2 separate regions of the Sus scrofa genome follow, and region 1 is linked to region 2. The links are chromatin contacts, called in public promoter capture Hi-C maps. All regions are on one chromosome and are shown on one strand. The core of a region is the stretch at or near the end of the contact, and the rest is flanking DNA. Distances in the headings are between cores, read along the strand shown. Region 1 holds the start of UBE2T (ubiquitin-conjugating enzyme E2 T). Region 2 holds the start of LGR6 (leucine-rich repeat-containing G-protein coupled receptor 6).

Region 1 (4,755 bases), core at 355-2,854, 100 kb before region 2:
CCTGACCATTCACCCAATTCCCTTGCCTCTGCTAACCACAAATCTGATCTCTTTTTCTATAAGTTTGTTCGTTGAAGCATGTTAACCTACGAACTTTGTTAGTTCCCGCTGCCCAACATAGTGATTTGGTGTTTTTATACATTACAAAACGATTGCTGTAATTTTTGTACTTTGAAATGTGCTAAGTGACCCAGCTAGAATGCACATACATTCTTGCATAAAGTGAGGAAACTTTTATTAAATAATACTTTCCCGTACACTTCAAAAATAAACTACAAATCAGAATACTCTGGTTTTTAAAGCAATGACACTGGTACACACAGGTTATGAAAATCAGCGTGGCCTCTGTTCTCACCAGTTAACATACCTCCCTCTGGTGGACACATGGAAGCTGTACATTTACCCCCTAGAATTCTTTTTCTTTTACTTTTCTTCCTTCCTTCTTTCCTTCCTTCCTTCTCCCTCCCTCCCTCCTTCCTTCCTTTTATCCAATTCTTTCTGTTGCCAAAACTACAGGTATTGACTTGTTTTATCATATCATCTCTCCTTTCCACCAGACTCAACATAGCTCCTGGTTTTTCTAAAAGATATTTTAGAGACTTGATTTTCAGGGAGTTCCCACTGTGGCACAGTTGGCTTAATGACCCGGGTTGTCTCTGTGGAGGCTCAGGTTTGATTCCTGGCCCAGCGCAGTGCGTTGAGGATCCCGAGTTGCTGCGGCCGTGGTGTGGGTCACAAGCTCCAGCTCACATTTGATCCCTGGCCTGAGAATTCCAAATGCCGCTGGTGAGGACGAAAAAGAATAAAAGACTCGATTTTCAGAAAACCACCCAAGAAAACAATCAATTTCAGCTCGGAGGACAGAACTGTAACTGTAATAAAATTATAATACAACCACAGTTACAATCGGGGTGGAAACAGTGAAGGGATTACGACAGAAAACACCTCCCTACAATGAGGCAACGCTAACAGTAAAGGGAAAACCCCAACAGCTAACGGGAGACTAGATTGGACAGCACCGGGTAGTACCGTGGACGGTCTCGGGGGTGGGGGGCCGTGGGTCTCCGGCGGAGAGAGGGCGGCCGCAAGGAACCAGGGGGCTACTTAACACCGATTTGGGCGGAACGCAGAAATTTCGGCAGCTGTCAGAGCAGCGGTCAAACTGCACTGGCTCGCACGTTTAGGAAGACTGGCAGCTCTCCCGCAGCCGGAGCAGGAAGCGAAGGCGGGTGTGGTCTCCAGCCCGCCGTGGCGTCCGAGCACCGCGCAAGGTCCCCGCGCCCAGAGTCGGAACCCGGCCCGGAATCCCCGCGCTTCTCGGGCTCCGGGGAATCCCCAGAGCGCCGTCCGCGGGTCTGACCCTACGGCGAGGAACCTCGCTTGCAGTTCCTTCTCCTGACCAGTTACTCCCACGGAGCTTCTGGAAGCGATGTGCAATCCTTACCCCTGCGACCCACTGAACCCGACTGGAAACCGCAGCCACCGCCCCGCGCTCTGGTTCAAAACGGGTGGGCGGACGCCGCTCGGAGGCCGGCCAATCGGAGGCCGCACTCCTCCCCGGGCGGCGCTCCGGACCAATCACAACCCTCGCCGGCCGGAGGAGGGGAGACGCAACCCTCGGGCTCGCGCAGGCGCTGTGCAGGCTGGTTGGCGCCGCTGCGCTGCGAGGGAGATCCGCGCAGGTAAGAGCGGGTCGGTGGGCTTCTCGGCTTAGAGGTTACTGGCTGGCGGGGGCGGCGGCGGCGGCAGGGTCTTTCTGCCCAGCGAGGAAGTATCATCTCCCGCGAGCGGCTGTGTGGCGGAGCATGTGGTTGTCTTGACAGCCCCGTTGGCACACGCCTCCGGCAGCCCCCTACCTGAGTGTCCCCCTTCCCAGACATTCCCCTTCCTCCCACCCGGGCGTCCCCCCACCCCCCGTCCCCGACATTCCCCTGCTCTCCCCGCCGCGTCCCGCTCCCGGTGCAGAGCAGCTGCCGGGGTAGATTACAACTCACAGCAAGTTTGTGGAAACAGAGAGCTGGGCCTTGCGGTAGGAGTGAGGGGCTAGGCTGCATTCCTAGAGGAGGGGTGACGTGTGTATACGTCTACAGACTGTGGGCCTCAGAGAGAAGTCGGTGTGGCAGAAGCAAACGTTTATGGGGAGGAGTACTGGCCATGAGGCTGGAAATGTGGGTTGGGCCTAGATGGTAAGGAACTTGAAATGCCCACAAAATAGTGATGGATGGTTTTGAGCCAAGGAGTGCCACGTACTAATTTGTGTTAATGTGGTGAACCTGGGGTCTGGTTCTCCTTTAGAGAAATTGTCTTATTTGTTCTCACCCTATTACAGTCCCTTTACTATGCCTTTCCACTGCGTTCACATTTTATGCGAAGGTAGACTTTACCACTTGGGCATATTTGTCTCTGTCATCGATTCCCAGCATCTGCTTACTGAGAAAAGAAGGAATTTTTGTATGAAAGGTATGCTTAAGTACCCAGTGAAGTAACTGGATCCAAGAGAAGGTGGTTTAAAGGTGTGGCTAAAGAAATTTGGAAGTAGTTTAAAGAATAATTTGCGTGAAAGACCGTTGTAGTGTAATTGATTCTATTTAACGTATTAATTTGCTTGTGTTATTACTACTATTTAAATATTTCCAAGCGTGCGTGCATGTTGATTGCGGAGGACCACTTTGTCTTTGCAGTGCAGTTCAGGAGGGTACAAAGACCCAACACATACACGTCCTTGTGTTCAGGATAGCTGCCTGAGGTTAAGTTCATAATTATCATGAATTACACTGTCCAACTAAGTACAGTCTATACCCACCAGGTGATCTTTGCTTATTAGTACCTATAATTAGTACCGGACGGTTGGTTCACTTCTGTGCTGGGTGCACTGAGGCCCCAGCAGTGAGCAAAACTGGGCCCAGGCCCGCCCCCCCCGGGGGGGGGCGGGGAGATTGTCATTCATCCGTGGAGACAGATGTTAATTTAAAGCATGTAGCACTTTTCTCTGTAGAACTTGTTGCACATTTCAGACTTTAGTTTAAAAATGTGTTTGCTTGCATAGGTAACGACAAGGAAATGGAAAAAGTGGACTCCCTGCTTGGAACAGAGATTAACAGGGGGGCTTCCTTTGTCCTTCACTAAACGGAAAGCAGAGTCCTATGCTAAAGCGGAGTCCCTGTCACCCGAGCCTGGTGCCTGGAGCCATCTGTGTGGCCATCTTGCCCAGCAAGCCTGACAGCCAGCCCTCCCTCGTGCCTGCCATGCAGAGAGCGTCCCGTCTGAAGAGAGAGCTAACCCTGCTGGCCACAGAGCCGCCCCCAGGCATTACATGCTGGCAGGACGGGGACCGAATGGATGACCTGCGTGCTCGTAGGTGTCACACCCTGGGGAAAACCTGGTGGAGATGTGTGTGTGACAGCATGGTCACCTTCCACCCTAATTTGTTCACTTGTGCATGAGGTTTTCATGACATTTCTTCTTTGGCCTTTTATTACATCTTTTGCTGATTTGCAGCCAGGATTTGGGTAGAATGCTGCAGTCCACACGGCAGGTCTGCGGGTTGTATTCGCTCAGCAGCCAGCATTGTGCGCCTTCTGTTCTGATCTGTGTGGTCTGTGTGGGGTGCTGGCACGCCGCAGGACTTGTGAAGCTGAGAGAGCGAGCGTCCCAGACACGGCTTCTCCGTTAGGGCCACAGGCTTTGTTAGGTCCCTGTGGTGCCCTGACTCAGATCATCCCACTACCTCTTAATTTCGCTCTTTTTTTTTTTTTTTCCTAAAAGAAATACTAGGTGGGGCCAACACACCTTATGAAAAAGGTGTTTTCAAGCTGGAAGTTAACATTCCTGAGAGGTCAGTGTGAATTATATTCTTAATTTCCAGGGTAAAGCACTGTTACTGGAAGCCAGAGCAATGTAGTAGAGTGTTAAATGCAGGAGTTCAAGGACCTGGATTTGTTTGTTTGTTTGTTTAGGGCCACTCCTGAGGCATATGAAAGTTCGCAGGCTAGGGGGCAAACCAGAGCTGCAGCTGCTGGCCTACGCCACAGCCACAGTAGTGCAGGATCTGAGCCCTGTCTATGATCTAAACCACAGCTCACGCCAACGCCAGATCCTTAATCCACTGAGCGAGGCCAGGGATCGAACTTGCATCCTCACGGATACTAGTCAGGTTCGTTACCACTGAGCCATGATGGGAGCTCCAGGACCTGGTGTACTGACTGCTTTGCAGTTCTGGAGAGAGTGATCTTATTCTTAGGGGATGTGCGCTGAGGGATCTAGAGGGGGAGTTGCTTGATCCAGGTGGTGGGCATCTGAGGGGTTTCTGAACTACTGTTTCAACTTTCTGTTGTTTGTAAATGTCCACAGTAAAAACTGGGGCAGAGAAAAAAGGTCTGCCACTCACGGGCTGTGGTCCTGATTGGTCAGCAGCAGCTGTGTCGTGTGCCGAGAAGCGGTGTTTTAGCAGGAGTTTTCTGTCCTGTGTTGTCACAGGTACCCATTTGAACCTCCTCAGATCCGATTTCTGACTCCAATCTATCATCCAAACATCGATTCTGCTGGAAGGATTTGTTTAGATGTCCTCAAATTGCCGCCAAAAGTGAGTGGTGGGGAGGCGGATGGGCCTTGTCCATGAAAGTGGTAGAAGAGCTCGTTCTTAGTGACTCAGCAGGCCCTGCCGTCCATCTCTCTGTGTATAGGGCGCCTGGAGACCGTCCCTCAACATCGCAGCGGTGCTGACTTCTGTTCAGCAGCTCATGTCAGAGCCCAACC
Region 2 (4,990 bases), core at 1,347-3,846:
AGGAAGACCCATCTCCCCCAGCCCCAACCTAGGAGAAGGATCTTCTGCTTCCCCAGGGAAAGGCCCCCCAGAAGTCATTTCCCATCTTTTTAGCCCCAAACACTGTCTTCAAACAAGACAATGTCCCATACACCCCGCATATCAAACGGCTGAAGGGGGACTGCCTCTGCTGTAGTGGGAGCCAGCCCAGGACCAGCAGCGGAGGAGGGGTGGGGGTCCCTCACAGCCCCCCTGGCCTGGCTTACAGGTTTCCCCACCCTGCCCCAGACTTTGCCCTCTGGAGTCTGGACACTATTTCTCTCCCCCCTCCCTGGCCCAGCCTGTGCCTCTGGGAGTGGCAGATGCCCCGTAGGGACAGAACAGTTGGAAGGGGTGCCTTCGAGGACCCTCTAGCACCAGTGCCCTGGCCCCATTTAGTTCAGCAAATACTTGTCTGACTGAAAACTCACCTTGAACCTGCTTTCCCAGAGCCCCTGGGTCCTAGGGCCCAAAGCCCTAAATCTCAGGGACCCCACTTCTGGGACAGATGGCCCCAGACTCTCCTATCTGCTCTCCTCCTCGGCGATGGGGCCTGGGCAGGGCTGAGCCAGGCGAGGTCTCCTTTCCCCAGAGCAGGGGCACAGGTGGTCTGGAATGTGCCCTCATGCCCCCTTCCTGCCCAGGTGGCCGGGCCAGAGCCCCCAGCCCGCAGGCTCCGAGGGGCAGCTTCCCAGGACAGCACCCCACCCCCACCCCCACCCCCTTAGGGGCTCCTTTATGAGGTTCTCTGGTTTTCAGCCTGGCACCAACCCACAAACTAGTGTCCAACTTGGCCTCTTGGGACAGGACTTCAGGGAGGCCCCTGGGGACCAGCAGTTCTCAGAGAACGGAGACGGTGCCACATCGTCCCTCTTGGAGACAAGAGTGGACAAGGCCCCTTCCTGCTTCTAGGACGCCCGCCAAGGCCACCCAGTCCCCTTGCCACAGCAAGGGAGAGCTTTCCTACTGCCCAGGGTCCCTTCCTTCCCACCACCCTGAGCAGGTCAGCTTCACGCCTGGCATGTTCCACTGAGGAGGAAATGAGAAGGAGGGAAAGGGACAGGCAGCCTGGGCCCCTCCAGCTCAGGGCCCAGAGAGCCCCCTCACCAAGCCAGGGTCCCCAGAGTGAAGGCCTGAGACCAAGGCCAGCTGGAGACCCAGCCAGGGCAACGCAGGCTCACCCCTGGTCTGATGACAATCTGGGACTTTTCTTCTGGACCAGCCCCGAAGTCCACCTGGACAGAGAACAGGACGCCCACATCAACCGCGCAGGTGCCCCCAGACTGAAGCCACAAGACCCCGCGCAACCAGGCAGGGACAGGGAAAGACAGGCGGTACTCACAGGTAAGCCGTCAGGGGGTGCAGGTCCCCGGGCACTGCTGAGAGCCCGCGCTCAGAGCAGTCGGCCGACAGCATGAAGCCGTCCTCCTGGCAGCGGCAGGGGGCCGGGCAGGCTGGCGGCGGACCCGGTCGAGGGGCGCCTGGGGCGCCCGGGGAAGCGCACAGCGCCGCGCAGAGCCACAGCGCGCGGAGCCCGGGAGGACTGGGCATGTCGGCGGCCGGGAGGCTGGCGGGACCCTCGGCTCTACTGGGCGGCGGGAGCGCGCGGCAGTCAGAGAGGCGCAGGCATCGCAGCGCGATGTTCGCTCCGGGGTTTCACGGGCTGGGCTTGGCGAGGGAGGGAGATGCGGCGGAGGAGGAGTCAAGGAAACTTTCTGCCTGCTCGCTCCCTCCTTCCTTCCAAGCTGGCAGGAATTTCATCCAGGAAAGGAAAAAAAAAGGGGGGGCAAAGAACCTGGAGAGCCGACCTGCAGGCGTTTGGAAACGGTGCCCCAAAGCCTAGGATGCAGGCTCAGGATTCCGCGGGGACAGCCTGGGGCCACGGGGATTGGAGGGGCGGCGGAAGCAGCACCCCCAGCCCCGCTACTCCACTTTTCTCATCAGGAGAAACTGGGACCCAGAAAGGGAGTGCTTGCTGGTGGGGGGCAGCTCCAGAAGAGGAGGGGTCGCCCTCACCACCGTGTGTCCTGGGGAGGGAGCAAGGGGGTTCCTGAAGGGTGAGCTGTGTGGGGGCGCCCTGGGAAGGGAGGGGATGGGGGGCTATGAGGAGGGGCCTTGTCGAGCTCCAGGCCGGCTATTGGAGGAGAGTGTGATGCTCCCCCTCAAGTGTCTCGCACATGGTCCCAGTCAGGGGCGAGTCCCGTGCACTTGACCCTGCTCCTGGGATGCAGCCAGGCACCCGTATGGGGACGTGCCTGAGGCAGGTCGGCGCCACCTGGAGGCCAGTCCAGTAGCTGCAGCTCAACCAGCCTGAAGTAGGACCGGCCAGGCTGGGGTCTTGCAGGTGAGTGGTGGCTGAAGCTGGGGTCAGGCCCGCCTCTCCCTAGACCTCCTGCTCTCCCTGATCTCTGTCGCTGAGCCAAGCCCCACGATCACCCCAGTATGCAGAGCGGCCCGCGGGCCTCAGATCAGCCTGGGGCTATTCATCCAGGGCCACCTATCAGTCCCTCCATTCTCTGCTGCTGTCCTCACCTCCTGGGGGAGGCAGGGGCTGCTCAGCTTGGACCAACCCTAGGCCCCCAGGTGGGTGTGACCCTGGCTGAGACCAGCCTCCCAGGAGGGCCTGATCCTGCAGAGGGCCTGAGAGACCACGGCTGGCCTCCCGCCCCCAGGTCAGCTGTGCCTCCCGCCCCTCTGGTCCCTCTGTGTTCCCACTCCCCGCTCACTGCCTCCTCAGCAGGGGTGGGGTTGGGGACTCAGAGATGCTGTTCAGCCTGCCTCCCAGAGGGCCATTTGGGCCAGCCCTGGACTCCTGATAAACACGGAGTGTGAAGAGGCTGCCCCGCTGACCTTTTAACCCCCTGGGAGCCCCAGGCCTCACCTCGTCCTGGGGAGGCTGCTGATCGAAAGCCCTGCCTCTGCTCCTTTTCCACCAGGCCTGAGAGGGCCTCCTGCCTCTGACCCTCATCCCTCACTGGGCACTGGAGCTGGCCCAGGCAAGCTCTGCCCTGTTCCCTGGGGCCCAGCACCCGGCTCCCAGCCACCTGGGGCCTCGCATCTGACAAGGGGCTGGATGGGCTGGTGTCCACGCCACTGCCACTGCCATGTGCGCATCACCATCCCCCCCTTTGATTTCTCCTCCTGCCTCCTCCCTCTCCAAAGGCCCTCCCTGCTCAGCACCCCCCATCCCCCCCACCCCGCTGCTCCCTCCTGTGGGGGAGGGGAGGGGCCTGAGAAAACCTGGCAACTCTGGCTGAGGATCCGCCAAGCCCCCAGCCCCTGTCTTCCCAGGAGAGAAGTCCAGGAGACAGCGACAGGCCGCACCTCCTGCACACGGGGCAGTGGGTGAGCCTCCGAGTGACCAGGCTTGGAATCCAGGGACCTGAGGAAGCTGGGAAACTGGAGGACTGGGGGCTGCTCTGAGGAGGCCACCTGCTTCTGTCCCCACCACCCCCTGCACTGGGCCCCATGTCCAGGAACCTTTGAGGTTCTTTCGTTCTTCCTGGAGGGCGGGCGGACAGACAAAACGCACTCGGCCTCAAGCTTGAGCGCATCTTTTATTCCCCACTCAGCCCTTCACAGCACAGGCGGCATGCAGGCTGCCCCTCAGGAAGCGGGCGCAGCCTCTGAGCGACAGTGGCCAGTGCTGACTCAGGGCAGCCCGCCCTCCAGCGCACTGTTCAGACAGCTGTAGAGGTGTGTGTACTGCTCCTAGGGGCAGACGCCAGAGGATGCGGTGACAGTGGTGAGGTGAGCTCCCCGTGCCTCCACTGAGAGCAGGGGCCCAGCACCACCCGCAGCTGCCAGCTGCCCGGGCCCGCGCCCCACCCCCACCACTGTGCCAGCCTTCCTACCCCCTTGCTCCTCCCACTGCTGAGCCCAGCGGCTCTCACCAAGGTTGGGGTCAGGAGGCCACAGGCCTGTGATTGCTGCAAGGCCACAGTGAAGATGTCCACGGTGCCCTCGGCCCCTGCCTGCTGCAGCAGCCGGTCCACGGCCAGGAAGGTGCCCAGTGGGGCCGCACCCTTGCTGCAATTGACCTTGAGTTGGAGGGACACCTGGGGGCGGGGAGGAGGGCTGAGGACCCAGGGGGGTGGGGAAACCCAGCCTGGGCCTGGGGACCATGGAGGGACGCTGGGCACAGCCATAGCCAGCCTGTGCCCGGGCAGGGAGGGGACAGAATCCTGAAAGACATCAGAGCAGAGCCAGAAAGGGGACTGGGTCCTTCTGAGGAGCCCCAGGCCAGGCTTGGGGGGTGCGGCCCTGACAGGAGGGAGTGAGGGGTTCCGCCTCCCTCCCCCCCCAGCTCTTGTCCAGCAGCACCTGGAGTGGCTGAGCAGCGTGCCTGGCTTCTCCGTGTCCTGGGAGCAGCACTTGCCCACGGCAGCCAGGAAGGGCAGCAGGGTCGTGGCGGGCAGCTCCTGCCCTGGCTCCCAGTGAGGAAACTGCAGCCGCTGCACTGGCCTCTCTGTCCCGCTCCCCCTCTGGGGGCAGAGGTGTTGGCACCAGTGCCAGAGGGGCCAGGACTGCTCCCCGGAGCCCACCCATCATGCCCCATGGCCCAGCTTACGTGTGTGACACTGAAGAGGGTGCAGGGCCAGCCTGCAACACTGTTCTCGGCCACCCAGTGCACAGTCACCCCATCTGTGACAATGGGCTGTGTCCCCGTGGGCCAGAACTCCTGTGGCCGGACCGAGACAGGGCTGCTGGTCAGCGGCCATCTCCACCCATGCCCTGGTCACAGCCGTACTCCCCACCTCAGCCCTGCGTCCTCCCACCCTCTGGCCCCTGCCCCCCTCACCTTCTCCTGGAGGCCGGGTGGGCACAGGGAGACGAGCACGCGGGCCCCGTGCTCCCATACCAGCCCCCAGAGCTCCGCGGGCCCTGCAGGGCCGGTCAGCACCACGTGGTCACGGCCAGAGGGCCCGCCCTGCACAGCACAGCTGGTTGGCCCTGGATCGAGGGTGTCCCC

What was found. Promoter capture Hi-C pulls out the DNA fragments that hold promoters and counts their contacts.
Region 1: a promoter capture Hi-C map of fetal skeletal muscle shows a contact between it and region 2, with 4 times the contacts expected there. The contact joins the promoter of UBE2T here to the promoter of LGR6 in region 2. A contact is called at or near these places in 3 of 5 promoter capture datasets (fetal skeletal muscle, liver and skeletal muscle), 14 of 47 Hi-C or Micro-C datasets (alveolar macrophages, brain, embryonic fibroblasts and 10 more) and 2 of 2 datasets of contacts at active chromatin or transcription factors (alveolar macrophages and skeletal muscle).

What each region holds. Positions count from the first base shown.
Region 1 is chr10:24,455,934-24,460,688 of Sscrofa11.1, reverse strand. UBE2T (ubiquitin-conjugating enzyme E2 T) reads left to right here and starts at 1,604. Exons shown (of 6, transcript XM_021064545.1): 1 at 1,604-1,682; 2 at 3,047-3,354; 3 at 3,766-3,835; 4 at 4,477-4,582; 5 at 4,683-4,755. The coding sequence starts at 3,144.
Region 2 is chr10:24,356,552-24,361,541 of Sscrofa11.1, reverse strand. It overlaps LGR6 (leucine-rich repeat-containing G-protein coupled receptor 6), which reads right to left and starts at 2,596. Exons shown (of 17, transcript XM_021064542.1): 1 at 1,361-2,596. The coding sequence starts at 1,569. LOC100624894 (receptor-type tyrosine-protein phosphatase V-like) reads right to left here. Exons shown (of 34, transcript XM_021064537.1): 32 at 4,820-4,948; 33 at 3,912-4,699; 34 at 2,966-3,729. The coding sequence ends at 3,923.